Linked DNA regions of Salmo salar: region 1 is linked to region 2. A link is a contact called in public Hi-C data. All regions are on one chromosome and are shown on one strand. The core of a region is the stretch at or near the end of the contact, and the rest is flanking DNA. Distances in the headings are between cores, read along the strand shown. Region 1 holds the start of oaz1b (ornithine decarboxylase antizyme 1b). Region 2 holds the start of tmem38b (transmembrane protein 38B).

Region 1 (3,959 bases), core at 104-2,603, 170 kb before region 2:
TTTTGGGCTATACGTTGGATATCTGTACTTTTTTTTCAGAGTTCTAGCTAGGTCCATTTTCAAGGATTTTGAACAAAGAGCCGTTTGGGAGTCGGCTCACCGAAAATACTCGGAATGCCCCACGATGGGGAAAACGTGCACGATGAGGAAAAACGTGCCAATCTTAACTGCGTATCTGCCGGATGACAAATTAACTTGACCAAAAAAAACTGCCAATGATCGCTACAAGTCAAACGTATAAATAGCATACTAAATGTAATAATGAATTCATCCCACGTAGATATGTAATTGCACCATTATTTAATTTATTCATAGGGGTTGGATGATTAATTCAACAATACTTTGATAATGACTCCAATATTGTTTTGGGTGTATAATTTTGAGGGACTAATAGTATAATGGTATAATGTTACAATGTAACCGTAAAAGAGTGACGTCACAAATGGAGGAATGACGTTGCGTCACTTGGGCCTTCTGATTAATAATCAATTGTGTTTAGAGAAAAGGTAACAATGGACGTGGATTCCGCGTGTTTCTTCAGTTTTAAAGTTGCTCATCCATTAAACAAGCCATTCTAATGACAGTTTCATTTTGGGCCTTTTAACTGGTTGACCAGCGAGTTAACGGTAGCTAAGCTACCTGACTATGCTATGCTTGCAGGTGGCAAGCTAGTTACACAGCTAACGTTACATCATCTTATCGAGCTAAACTACGAAACGATGTCATTGGCAACCATTGAAACAAAATTGAAATAAATGGTTAAGGTGTTCCGTTTGTAAAAAGTGGTGATGGATTTAGCTAGGCTTCCTAGAGGACCTTGATAATGTAGCTAGATTTTAGCCTAGCTTCTGTTATATAAATGACGTATCTTGGCTAGCTAGCTAGCTTAGGATAAGCTAAGGGAGAGAGGACTAACCTTACACAATAACGTTATAATTCGTCACTCCAAATTAATGTAGGATATGTTTCATAGATTACTTATCTAGCTAACCAGTTGTGGACAAATATGAATATTTTACGTCATAAGAAATTAAATCCCAGTTTATATTAGTAGCTACTTCCTCGTCACTGATAAAAATGCACCATCCCCCACTTCACTTCGCTATTTTCTCCGTCTTCACTTACTTGCCAATCATGTCACAAATATTAACGTTACTACTTAAATCCGCCATTGTAGTACAGAACTGTGGTTTTCCTTCTTTCTCGCGAGCAAAGCAATGACTGTTTAAGATCCGCTGGAGGTTGGATTTTACCATCCGGCCTCGGAGAGAGACACGACTGGCTTCTGACTGCTCACTGCAATGGTCGGCTGAGGAATAGAGCTCGATCAGTTCTGAACTCAAGCTATGAGCTACGTAGGGAAAACAAGCGATACGTAGCTAGTTAGAGGTGAAGTTAGCTACATGGGGGCGTCTTCCGTGCAAGTGGAAAAATACCAAGGCTAGTAAACGAACAACAAAGACAGACAGACAGCAGGGCTGATGTTTGTCATCAAGGCAAGAAAAGTTGAATGTGTAGTCTCCATGCAACATTATAATTAGTCTTTCAGTTACATTTCATTTGATTGAAAGGTACAGCATCATTGATGGCTTGAACACAGTGGGTGAATAGGTGAATTATAACTAGGCCTTATTCATATTATTGTCAATTGAATGTAATACAGTAGCTACATATTTGTATAGTTTTGCATGTTGTTACTCTAGCCCCCCCAGCAGTATAAAATACCACGTTGCCTGCCCTGCAGTATAAAATACTACTTTGCCACAACAAACTAGACATTTTGGCTAAAAACATTTTCCCTGTGAACCCAACAGTGGACGGGAGAGAGTGCAATAGGCTACATACCTATGTTCTCGCCAAGCAGGTTAATCTCCTTGGGATGAGGATATAGCCTTGGATTGTTTATCTGGCTCTAAAAGGTGTCAATGTCAGTATGTCTGGTGGATAAGCTTTGAGGAGTAGCTATTTATCTTGGATGCTATTACCAGGGGCAAAGCAAGAATACGTCCCAAATGGCACCCTATTCCCTGGGTGTCATTTGGAACATGGCCCAAGACAAGTCAGTGCTTAAATTGACCCCAGTGACCTTTTACCTTGGAGTAAAACATAACATTCATACATAACTCTGTTGAATGGCTGACAAAGCAACTGGCCTATACCGATTGCCTCATCCAATTGGGCCACTGCCATTATGATGTGTACTTACCAGTAGTCTCATATTGGTATGTGAAGCCTATGGAGAGAAATGCAGCAACATTCACGCTTTAGGCTGATTAATTTCCTTTCATATCTTTAGCCAGCTCCAAATCAAAATGCCAGACTATGCTTATCATATTAACCATGCCATGAACTGGTAATGTCCCAAATGGCACCCTATTTCCTATATAGTGCAGTACTTTTGACCAGAGCCCTATGGACGGTGTACACTTTTGCACTATAAAGGGAATAGGCTGCAATACCTAAAGTATTTCAGTTCATAATAGCCAACTTGTTGTGATGTTGAGCGGTCTGCTGCTTGCCCCACAGCTCCAAGAGTAGCTGCAGCCCAATATGGTGACCGGAGTATGGGCGAGTGGGTGTCGAAAGTAGTGGGTGTATGGAATGCGAATCAGCTAATTGGGCAGATTTGTTGCCACTCAAGACCGTTTGGCGTGGCTGACTAACGAATATTGAGATAACCATCTAGATGTGACCTTGAACCATACAGTACCAGTCAAAACTTTGGACACACCTACTCATTCAAGGGTTTTTCTTAATTTTTACTATTTTCTACATTGTAGAATAACAGTGAAGACATCAAAACTATGAAATAACACATATTAAATCATGTAGTAACCAAAAAAGTGTTGAACAAATCAAAATATATTTTAGATTCTTCAAAGTAGCCATCCTTTGCCTTGATGACAGCGTCACGTGGAATGCTTTTCCATCAGTCTTGAAGGAGTTCTTATTCTAAAATGGATTCAAATAATTCCTCATCAATCTACACGCAATACCCCATAATGACAAAGCGAAAACAGGTTTTTAGAAATGTTTGCTAATTTATTAAAAATTAAAACAGAAATACCTAATTTACATAAGGCCCTTTGCTATGAGACTCAATTGAGCTCAGGTGCATCCTGTTTCCATTGATCATTCTTGAGATGTTTCTACAACTTGATTGGAGTCCACCTGTGGTATGTTCAATTGATTGGACATCATTTGGAATTGCACACGCCTGTCTATATAAGGTCCCACAGTTGATAGTGCATGTCAGAGCAAAAACCAAGCCATGAGGTCGAATGAATTGTCAGTAGAGCGCCGAGACTGGATTGTATCGAGGCACAGATCTGGCGAAGGGTACCAAAAAATGTCTGTATACTTGAAGGTCCCCAAGAACACAGTGGCCTCCATTCTTAAATGGAAGAAGTTTGGAACATACAAGACTCTTCCTAGAGCCAGACTCCCATCCAAACTTAGCAATCGGGGGATAAGGGCCTTGGTCAGGGAGGTGACCAAGAACCCAATGGTCATTCTGACAGAGCTCCAGAGTTCCTCTGTGCAGATGGGAGAACCTTCCAGAAGGACAACCATCTCTGCAGCACTCCACCAATCAGGCCTTTTATGGTAGAGTGGCCAGATGGAAGCCACTCCTCAGTAAAAGGCACATGACAGCCCACTTGGAGTTTGCCAAAAGGCACCTAAAGGACTCTCACCATGAGAAACAAGATTCCCTGGTCTGATGAAACCAAGATTGAACTCTTTTACGGGAATGCCAAGAGCGCTTTCGACACACCCACTCCTTTTCACAGCTCTGCACTGACACCCTTTGCTGTCTCTAATTAAACTATGACATACATGTAATGTGTCCTTTGGACCACTAGGTGTCATCCTTGCATTACAAACACCTGTAACAGGTTTGAAGTGTTCTAGCTACATTGTCATTCGTCAGTTATGTTCAAGGAAGACGTTTGTTTTGT
Region 2 (3,727 bases), core at 70-2,569:
ATATCACATTTGACATTGTCCGTAAGCTTGAGACATGCCATACTATTTTTGTCCAGACTGCATCAGATACATGGTCTAAACATACTGAGACAGAGGGGCGCTGTTTCGCTCGCTCAGATGCTTTATCTGAGATTGATGTTCCTTTCTGTGGGCGCTTGTCTCGGTCAAATAAACAATCAATATTTCAATATTTTATTTGGACGGGCAAGGAGGTAGAGTATGTCGGGCCAGGCCCCATAACGCTGGCCCTGGGCAGCGACATTGAGGACTTTCCCCATTTTGAAGTGGTCAACTGGGTGGGACTTCCTCTGGGTTAAGGAAGGATCACATAATTCCATCCAGGTCACCAGGAGAGATTATCAGCCATCATAGCTGTGGGAAATAGGGGTGCTGTGGGTGCTGCAGCATCCTGTGAAAAATCATAATTTAAAACAAAAGTTTAAAAAAAGTCCTTCACTAGTCATGTATTAAAGGCCCGATATAGCCATCTGTAACGTCAGCAAAAAAGTCGCAGCCCCCCCCCACCCCCAAACATCTTCCTGCGGCTATGTCAGCCAATGAATTATACCTCTGAGCAAACGTTCCATAACTGCAGGTGGCAGCAAATCGCCAACCTTGGATTTATACCTGTTCAAACAACATGTTCCAAGTGGCAGTATGTACCCTTTCAGTTTGTTGGCCAACGTATAGATATAGTAGAAGAAGAACATTTATTGAAAATGGAGGTGGACTCCATGGCGCTGCCGTGCTCTCACAGGCGCCATAATGGGACAGATACAAAGATGCGATGTCTATCTAAGTCCATGGTTGAGCCCTCAACTTGATCTACAGTAGACATGTTCTTGTTCACGAACTGTTCGATCAAAATAAACCTACACATACAACATGCATCCCCTTTTTCTTTTTGGCAGGTAGGCTAGCCTACAGTAGGTAACCTACACAAATTGTTACATGTTATACTGTAATGACTGATGCAAAGTGTACCTACACAGTTGTTACACGCTACCTATGCACAATACAAACAGTTGCAACGATAATAACCTGTGCATAACTGTACCTGCTGCTCATGTAATTACAATTATGTAAATAGTTGCAACCTGTATGCTCGTGTGCGTGTGTGTGTCTGTGTGTGCGTGTGTGTCCACGCGCGTGCAGAAGTGTATTGCGAAACCTGTCCTATAGCGTCAGTCCGCGAGCCACACACACACCTCTGATTGGCTCATCCTTCCACTTCTTGCCAATCAGAGAGCTCCGCTCGCTCCAACCGCCACCTCATTGACGGACTTACGTAGCCGGAATTCCGCATCCTGATGTCAATGGCATTGCATTGGCTGTCCCTTGTCCATAGGGAGCCGTTGCTGACCGATAAACAGGTGTTGTCAGTTTTGCGCTCGTCAGAACCAGCTGTTTTGATCTGAACTCTGAAGACAAAACAGACGCGACAGACCGGGGATAAACCACTAACCGACTGCTCAGATGCTCGGAGTTGGACGACTGCCACTTATTTAAACACCTCGAAGATTAGAAGTAGAGAGCACTCATATCGAGGGATTCCAGAGTAACAGAAATATGGATTTGTTTGGGGTTCTGAATTTGGACGAAGTGTCCCATGGACTGGCTGGTCTGTCCATGTTTCCATACTTTGACACGGCGCATTACATTGTCTCAGTGATGGCATTGCGAGAACAGCCAGGTAAGCAAAGACCGTTCAACAGCGGGTTGACATTGACCGGTCTAGTTCACTACAGTAGCCTAGTTATAACTGTTTATAAAGCTTAATCTATCTACTAGCCTATTGAATGTTTTGCTTCGTTGCTTTCCATATTTTAATGACAATAAGGCAAGGCTTGAATACTACACTTTTTGCTCCCTGATGACAGAATTCCGCCTCGAGTTGCCTCCACACCAGACGTGACAGTAAGCGTTCGAGTAAGCGTGTGAGAACGTGGAACTTGAGAGAACATTCCACACAATTCAACGTTTTTGGCCACGTCATGTTTTCATTTTCGAAATACCCACAGCTGGATGGCGTAATAATCTTAGGGAATGGATTACTGCTGCGGGATTAATTTGAGAATTGACATCCCTCATATTACAAAGTGACAGAGCTATGCATGAGTCCTAGCTAAATCTATTTATGTTTTATCTATTTGCCCAGTTGACATTAACAAGGTCAAGTCACGCCACTTTTGCACCCTTCAAGTTTTTAAACATGCCTCTGGAAGTTCATATAGTGGACAGTGATTGTGTGCGGGCACACACACACACACACACACACAATCCCTCTCCCACACACATAGTGAGATAGTGTATTGTGCTGTATCAGGGCGTGGGGACTAATTACTTCAGTTTTAATCTTTAGCCTGAACTGTATGTAACTGGAGCTTTGCAGCTATAAGATTTTGATACTCTGTGCTTGAGAAGGGAGGCGAAAGAGACCCATCAATAATTGAATGGGGCTCCTCTCTGGTTCTGTTTTGGCATCAATACTGCCTCAAGACTCACGGATGGAAAAACGTGACCCAAATGTAGATAATGACATACAGTAGGCTATAAATGGATAATAACACAGAATGTGTGATTTAGAGAACACAATCAACTACTGTAGCCTATTCATGAATCACGATAACGTTTATGATAAGCTTAAAGGTCAATGAAAGTAAATCAGTCAATGGCATGGCTGTATTGACCTCATATGTTATCTTAACATTTACAACAAACACACTATCACTGGCACTAACCATTGTGATATAGGTAGCAGCAACAGTACAGGCCTACTGCACATCGGGTTGCCTGACACTATGCCAAGTCTGTTATATTTATGTCACTCTTATAGTGGCTCAGTTTAGAGACAGGTGGAGTTTTACAGCTTCAAGGTTGACCTTTTCCCCAAACAAACCAGACCTGAGTTCAAAATAAAAAATATTCAAGCATTTACTCTAGTCTGTCTGGAGTACCAGATGAATAGTTGCATTTTTGTGACAATTCTATTGGTTCCATTGCGGCAGGCAAGCTCAGTCAAGCCCAGATAAAGAATTTGAAATGATATCAAATAGGACTTGAACTCAGGTCTAAAACAAACAGCAGGGTTAGAGCTAGTGTGGCTTCACTGACTTGTGTGGCATCTCATTCCCTCTGGCCTGTCAATACCTCAGCCGCTGCTGATCCTATAGGCTATGATCTGCATCCCAAATGGCACCATATTCCCTATATACAGTAGTGCACTACTTTTGACCAGGGCCCATAGGGCTCTGGTCAAATATAGTGCACTAAATTTGGAATGGGGTGTAAATTGGGGTACAGTCTATATGTCCCACAGGCTTCCTGGGTGTGAATGATTTGAGTAATGGAGGGGGTTGCCCTCGTGCAGTTTGCCTCTGCTGTCAACCTCCCAAAATATCACACGGTCACCCAACTTGCACCAGTGGTCCTCATATAACCCCTCCTCTGGGTGTGTGGAGAGTGTGTGTGTGTGACACGATATGGTCATAGCCTTGCCTGTATTATGATGGCTTCTACAACACAGAAAGCCATATTAGTGGAATCTACAGCCATATCAGGGATCAAGTCTCGAACTGAAGCCACAGAGAACAATGAAGCTTATTAGAGTCTAAGTTCCAAAACATATTTTCTCCCAGAAAGGAAAGGAATGTTCCAAAAGAGCCTGTTCTTTTCCCCTCTGTCTTCCATCCTGTTCTGGCTGGCCTTCATTTTTAGACAGCACTGG

Evidence for each region. A called contact is a pair of places that touch in the nucleus more often than the background predicts.
Region 1: a contact with region 2 is called in a Hi-C map of gill, with 5 times the contacts expected there. The contact joins the promoter of oaz1b here to the promoter of tmem38b in region 2. A contact is called at or near these places in 3 of 3 Hi-C or Micro-C datasets (blood, gill and muscle).

What each region holds. Positions count from the first base shown.
Region 1 is chrssa01:124,565,017-124,568,975 of Ssal_v3.1, reverse strand. oaz1b (ornithine decarboxylase antizyme 1b) reads right to left here and starts at 1,353. Exons shown (of 6, transcript XM_014125339.2): 1 at 1,126-1,353. The coding sequence starts at 1,256.
Region 2 is chrssa01:124,397,907-124,401,633 of Ssal_v3.1, reverse strand. tmem38b (transmembrane protein 38B) reads left to right here and starts at 1,319. Exons shown (of 6, transcript XM_014125291.2): 1 at 1,319-1,693. The coding sequence starts at 1,570.